Regions from separate parts of the Canis lupus genome. Here region 2 is linked to region 1. The links are chromatin contacts, called in public Hi-C maps. All regions are on one chromosome and are shown on one strand. Each heading gives the region's core, a stretch centred on a gene start, on an enhancer-like site or on the middle of the called end of the contact. The rest is flanking DNA. Distances are from core to core; before and after follow the strand shown.

Region 1 (2,922 bases), core at 285-2,784:
TTTTGCTCATCAATGCTAATCACTATAATTGTTGACGCTGACATAGTTTCCACGTTAACAAATGAAGGACCCTTGAAGACAAGGAATTTTGCTTTAGCAATTTTGATAGAGTACCTAGGATAACTCAAAGTTGTTAACAAGGTTAAAAAGCACCTGGTGGGCAGCCTGGGTGGCTCAGCGGTTTAGCGCCGCCTTAGCTCAGGGCCAGATCCTGGAGACCCTGGATGAGTCTCACATCAGCCTCCCGGCATGGAGCCTGCCTCTCTCTCTCTTTCTCATGAATAAATAAATAAATAAAATCTTAAAAAAAAAAAAAAAGGCACCTGGTTACGTGCGACCTGCAACTGAAAGATGAGAGAAGGAGAAGCAGGGCTGGAAGGTTAGATTAATGTGAAATTAAAAGGGCAGAGAAAGGGACGCCTGGGTGGCTCAGCGGTTGAGTGTCTACTTCGGCTCGCCATGGAGTCCCACATTGGGCTCCCTGCAGGGAGCCTGCTTCCCCCTCTGCCTGTGTCTCTCATGAATAAATAAATAAATCTTAAAAAAAAGGGCAGCGAAAGCCAGAAATTAAAGTGGATCTGATTTTTAAAGTTAAAACGCTAAATATGTTATAAATATATAATGGTAATTCCATTTGTTAAAACGCAAAACCATAAACCTTCAGCCTCCTCTGCAAAAGGTGCTGGAGGAGGTAGGGTTTGAACCAGGCAATGCTCCTGTGTGCCTTCCAGCGTAGCGTCCTGGGGCACTACACCGGGTTCAAGATGCCAGCTTGTGAGCAAAAGGTTGCTTAACCCGGTCACCCCCAGTATGCAGGTTAATCGACTGTTTTCACTCAGTCCCCGCCCCCAGCAAGACCCCCCCCCCCCCCCCCGGACGGCACCTACAGTTTAGCACAGCGCCACGAGGCGCCCAATAAATATTTGCTGAACTAATGAATGCCTGCGGACTTGGGGTTCCCTGTGTACCGCGCTTATTCGTTAGCGCTCCCAGGGACAAATCCCAAGTCCCGCTCAGGGCCAGGTAGAGGGCAAGCTGCCTCCCCCCATAACCCCGCCTAAGCTAGTGCCTGCGCAGCGATTAGCAGCGGTGGGTCTTTCTGCGGGCGGACGTAACTTGCTCTAATCATCTGGGGCAGGCATTTGCCCTTAACAGAGCTGGGGCTGCGTCGCGACTGAACCCCGAGGACGCCAGGCGTTGCCTCACAGTAGATCCAAACACTCAATCTTTGAAGACGCGGGTGGGCCAAAGAAAGCCGGAACCCTCGGGTGGCTACGCTGTCCTTTGTAAAACCTGTCCCCCTCTTCCTCCCACAGTATCCTGTTGCTAGAGCAACTGTGGGCGTCACCGACCTGACCACGGAAGTAGGACGGAAAGAGCACACGTCTCCGGCCCAGGGACGGATCAGATCCACTGCGCAGGCGCCTTAGCTTTAGCAGGCCGTGGCCCACGTCTGTAGATGTGCTCTGCGTCTGCGCGGTAGTTGCTTCGCGCCCGGGCCTGAGTACACGCCTGCGCAAAGAGGCGACTCGGGGCGGGCGGAGCGGGGCTGCAGAGGTGCGCAGGCGTCAAGGCTACGGACTACATCCGGGGTGGCCGTGGCTTTCGCCGGGCGTTCGGGGAGCGCAGGCCGAGAAGCGAGTGTGTAGTCATGTCGGCGTCGGTAGCGTCGGTTATCTCGCGGTTCCTAGAGGAGTACTTGAGCTCCACGCCTCAGCGCCTGAAGCTGCTTGACGCGTACCTCCTGTACATACTGCTGACCGGGGCGCTGCAGTTCGGTTATTGCCTCCTCGTGGGGACCTTCCCCTTCAACTCTTTTCTCTCGGGCTTCATCTCTTGTGTGGGGAGCTTCATCCTAGCGGGTAATGGTTCTCTACGTAATCGCAGTAATAATGTGTTTACTTTGGTGCGCTGCTTTTCCTCCCTCGTCACTCTCTTTTATAGCAGATCACCGCCCCGTGAAGTCCCGAGAGGAGCCTGCATTGCCCTCTTTTGTGAAAGGGGAAATTGAGGCTCAGAAAGGTTGCCACAAGCCTGATTCTGGAATTCTGGAGAAACCCGCTTCACTCCAGGAAAACTCCATTTCAGCGTTCACTTCGGCTTTAACATACCTTTAAAATGGGTAGAGCTTTAAAATGGAAAAGCAGACTCCGAAGTATCTCTCTCACCTCGACCTAATCACTGCTAACCGCTAGTGAAACAGTGTAAGAAATAGGAGCATAGGTGGTTCGCTTGTTGAATCAACCTTTACTTGACTTTGGCTTTCAGCTGCTCCTACTTCTTTCTTGTGGATAAAGCTGTTGTGTCAGTATCCTGAACTCCGTTTTTATTCACAGAGCTCTATTTTAGCAGTTATTATTCTGATTCCCAGCATTTGATACGTTGTAGACTGCCGTATATAACAAAAGCTGACCTTTCTTGCCCAGTAGGAACTCTAGTGAATGCTAAGTTCAGCCTTGGCCCATGAGTTAGCCTGGCACCAGGTGGGCCCTTCCAGTCACTGGTATCGTCTTCTGTCTGATTTTGAGAACATGTTAGAATCCATTTTTTCCCCCAGTGTGATTATTATCAGACCATCAATTGTGTTTTGAGTCTAACAGAGGGTACTAGCTTTGGAGGTGCATCAGGTTTCTGTTTCTTGTCCTCAGTGAATTTACAGTCTATTTGGGGCAGAAACAAAATACAGCATTAGAATTGCTCATTTATAGTGGTTCTCAGCTTATAGAGCTGTAGAATGCTTTTTACACAAATGCTAGCTCAGACTCATACCAGAGATACTCCACCTTCTTTCTCAGAACTTAAAATAAGCCTAAGGACTTAATGACTTGTGTACTAGCCGGTCTGGAGTTGTAGAGTTAATAGCCTGTGAATTGGATGTTTTATTATGATCTTTGGGTTTTGTCCTAGATGACCAAGACTTGG
Region 2 (2,917 bases), core at 374-2,873, 260 kb before region 1:
GCGGAGCATTTCAGTCTGCTTTCCTGCCTTACAGCAAGGTGGGCAAAGGATGAGAATTAATTGCAGGGCTCAGGCCACCAACCTGTAAAGACTCCAGGCCAGGGAGGGAGGAATTTGTGCTGGATCTGAAGCTACTCCAACAGGCACTCAGCCTCAAGTACTCCCTGGAATAGCCCTGAGAACATGTGGATTAAACACATTTTCATCCCTTTCCCTGCCCATCTCTGTTTCTGTTTTGATGGTTTTGTGTGGGAGGAAATACAAATAAAGTGAAGTTATCAGCCTTTTCCTGCTCCAACTCTGCTGCCCTGCGCCTTTGCTTTCTCACACCTTACTTAAACCTAGGCATATTCAGATCTGTGCTTTTATTCAAGACCCAAAGGATCTTTGTTCTGTATATAGGAAGCTTAATGGCCACTCTTGGACTCCTGGGTGTAGGTCTTTGGGACCAGCTGCAAAGAGGTCCATTAAGATCTGTGATTAGGCTTTTCTCTGGGGAGAAAAGATTGCCCTCGTGGAGAAAGATGGGAGTAGTGAGTGAAGCCAGCTTCCCTTCCGCTTTCCTGAGCTGCTGCACTGCCAGCTACCTCTTGGGAGGAAAACTGGAAGCCATTCAGGCACCTCCAACAAGAAGCCACCTATTTTATTTGAATAAAGTCACAAGGTTAGAGTTTGAAGTTGTAAGAGTGCCAATTCTCCATTTTATACAGGAGGATTTGAAACTGACACAAAGATATATAATATTCAAATCAAGACTGGAACACAGATCCTCTAACCCTGTGGCTCTCTCAATGATCTAACCAGTTATGTTTCTGTCAGCTAACATATTGGGCAACTGAAGTGTGAGGATTCTGGATCCCCTTGGAACGTGAGAGTGGACATCAGTTCCTTCTCTTTCTGGTTAGAGGACTGAGTATTGCTGTACCCAAGGAGTCACCTGAGAAACTTCCAGGTTTACTTTTGCAGTGCGAGGTGTGTAGCTGTGCTCGCTTCGGCAGCACATACACGAAAAATTGGGAAGTGTGTAGCTGTGGAACCAGGCAATAACCACAAGAGAGTGTGAAATTAGACAAACGTGACAACACTTGTGTTTTCCCGGGCCCAAGCACAGAGGGTAAGAGGAGATAGTTGGGAGGGCTGCGTGGCCAGCACGCTCAGAAGGGGAAAGTCCAGCCCAACATCCTTCCGGGCGGCGTGAAACAAATGCAAGTGCTCGCCGTGAAGCTGTCGCGGATGAGTACGACACGTGACCCTTTTGGGAAATCAAGAGTAGAGAGTAGCAAAGAAGTCCATTGTACCTCCTCGTTGGCTCCGCCCACGGCGTTGGCCTTGTCACCTGGAGCTCGGGAGTAGGCAGGAGGGTCCTTGCTGGTTCTTCGCCCGCCTTCTCCGCCTTCCGCAAGTCATCTAACCAATGAGAGAGCGATGGGCGGCCGCTATTAGGACGCTTCCACTCTCCGAGAGGTTAGCCAATCGAGGGGAACTTAATGGTTGCTAAGAGACATTTGAGTTTGGCTCCACCCATGCTTAGGGTTTTGGCCAATGAAAATCTGTACTTTGGACTGTTGCCGCGAAACCAGGGAGATTAGTTCCACCGCCTGAATGTCTCGGCGCCTGCGCAGATTGGGGAAAGTTCTGGAAGACCGCGGAGCTGCCGCCATTTTGCGGGAAGACTAGCAGCTCGGGCTGCAGTGCTTCTTCTACTGCTGAGACTCTGGAAAATAGCCGTGCTTCGCGCCCTCAACACACCCAAAGGAACGGCGGAAACCGGGGACCCCCCTGCGGGGACCCGGAACTGGTGAGAAACCCCGAAACCCGGTCCCCCGCGACGTCACCAATGCGTGACGTTGCCGCACGGCGCCTCCCCTTGACGTCACAGGCAGAAAATGGCGTCAAGAGCAGAATCAGGCAAACTTTTAACAAAATATTTTTGCTTACTTCGGTCTGGGAGTGTTCGCCACCTCAGCGTAGCGAACTGTAGCCCGCTGGCATGATTTTAGGGATCGGTACCCTCTTGGCTCTCTCTCCTAGAGATGATGTCCCAAGGATCCCAGTGACCGCTCTTTCCAGGTCCCAGCCCTGACTTTCGGGGTCGCCGGTACCGGGGCCCGGGGGTGCAGGGAGCGTCGACCCACCGCGGTTTGAGAGGGCTCGTAGGACCGGTTTTCAGCTCTTAGTGCCACCACTCAGAGAGGTTAGGGAACTCTGCGAGAGATTACTCAGTCTTCACAGTCTCTGGAAGGCTCGTGTTCACTGTGTTGGCCTCTGGGCTTTTCCCTGGTCCCGTTTTTCGACCGCACGTTCTTTGGCGGTACAGTATAGTTAGGCCACATAGAAGGTTTTAGCATTGGGACATTGGCCCTCGCAGAGATGCTGCCAATCATTACTTACAGGAACACTTTTTAAAAGTGTAGCTTTGGCTTGTTGCACAGCACGGGGATTGTTTTACCTTTCTCACTGTTCCTGTTCCAAATTAAGCTGCCTTCAGTTTGGAGATGTTTCTGCCCAGCTGCCTAGACGCATCACCCTGTGGGACTCAGCGTGTGGTGAATTTTGCCTGAACTGAGCGGACAGTGGTTCTTACTGTCCTTTGTCCCTTTAGCAGTGAGGCCTAAGTGCTTGCTGGGGTCTTGACTGTGCGATGACAAAGTCCAGGCACTTGCGTTCATTGTGGGCCCCCCACAAAGGAGTTTTTGGAGCCGGGGGGGCGGGGGGAGTAGGCTCTATAGTGTTTTAATGGGTGGGGTTGATGGACTTTGACCCGTAATTTAGGACATAGGAAGAGTTTGAAAACTACCAATTTGAAAATACATAGTATTTGGGACTTTACTGCTTCTAGGGTGTCTGAAAAGATATGCCAAACCCAGTGAGATTTCAAGTTTCAAAATGTGCTCATGTTATATATGTTGGTGCTTTA

Evidence for each region. A called contact is a pair of places that touch in the nucleus more often than the background predicts.
Region 2: a Hi-C map of amygdala shows a contact between it and region 1, with 1.9 times the contacts expected there. The contact joins the promoter of RBM23 here to the promoter of DAD1 in region 1.

What each region holds. Positions count from the first base shown.
Region 1 is chr8:3,107,131-3,110,052 of UU_Cfam_GSD_1.0, reverse strand. It overlaps DAD1 (dolichyl-diphosphooligosaccharide--protein glycosyltransferase subunit DAD1), which reads left to right and starts at 1,534. Exons shown (of 3, transcript XM_038544147.1): 1 at 1,534-1,862. The coding sequence starts at 1,652.
Region 2 is chr8:3,368,581-3,371,497 of UU_Cfam_GSD_1.0, reverse strand. RBM23 (probable RNA-binding protein 23) reads left to right here and starts at 1,623. Exons shown (of 14, transcript XM_038544180.1): 1 at 1,623-1,798. It overlaps LOC111096963 (a long non-coding RNA gene), which reads right to left. Exons shown (of 3, transcript XR_005363043.1): 3 at 1-2,917. PRMT5 (protein arginine N-methyltransferase 5) reads left to right here. Exons shown (of 17, transcript XM_038544176.1): 17 at 1-298.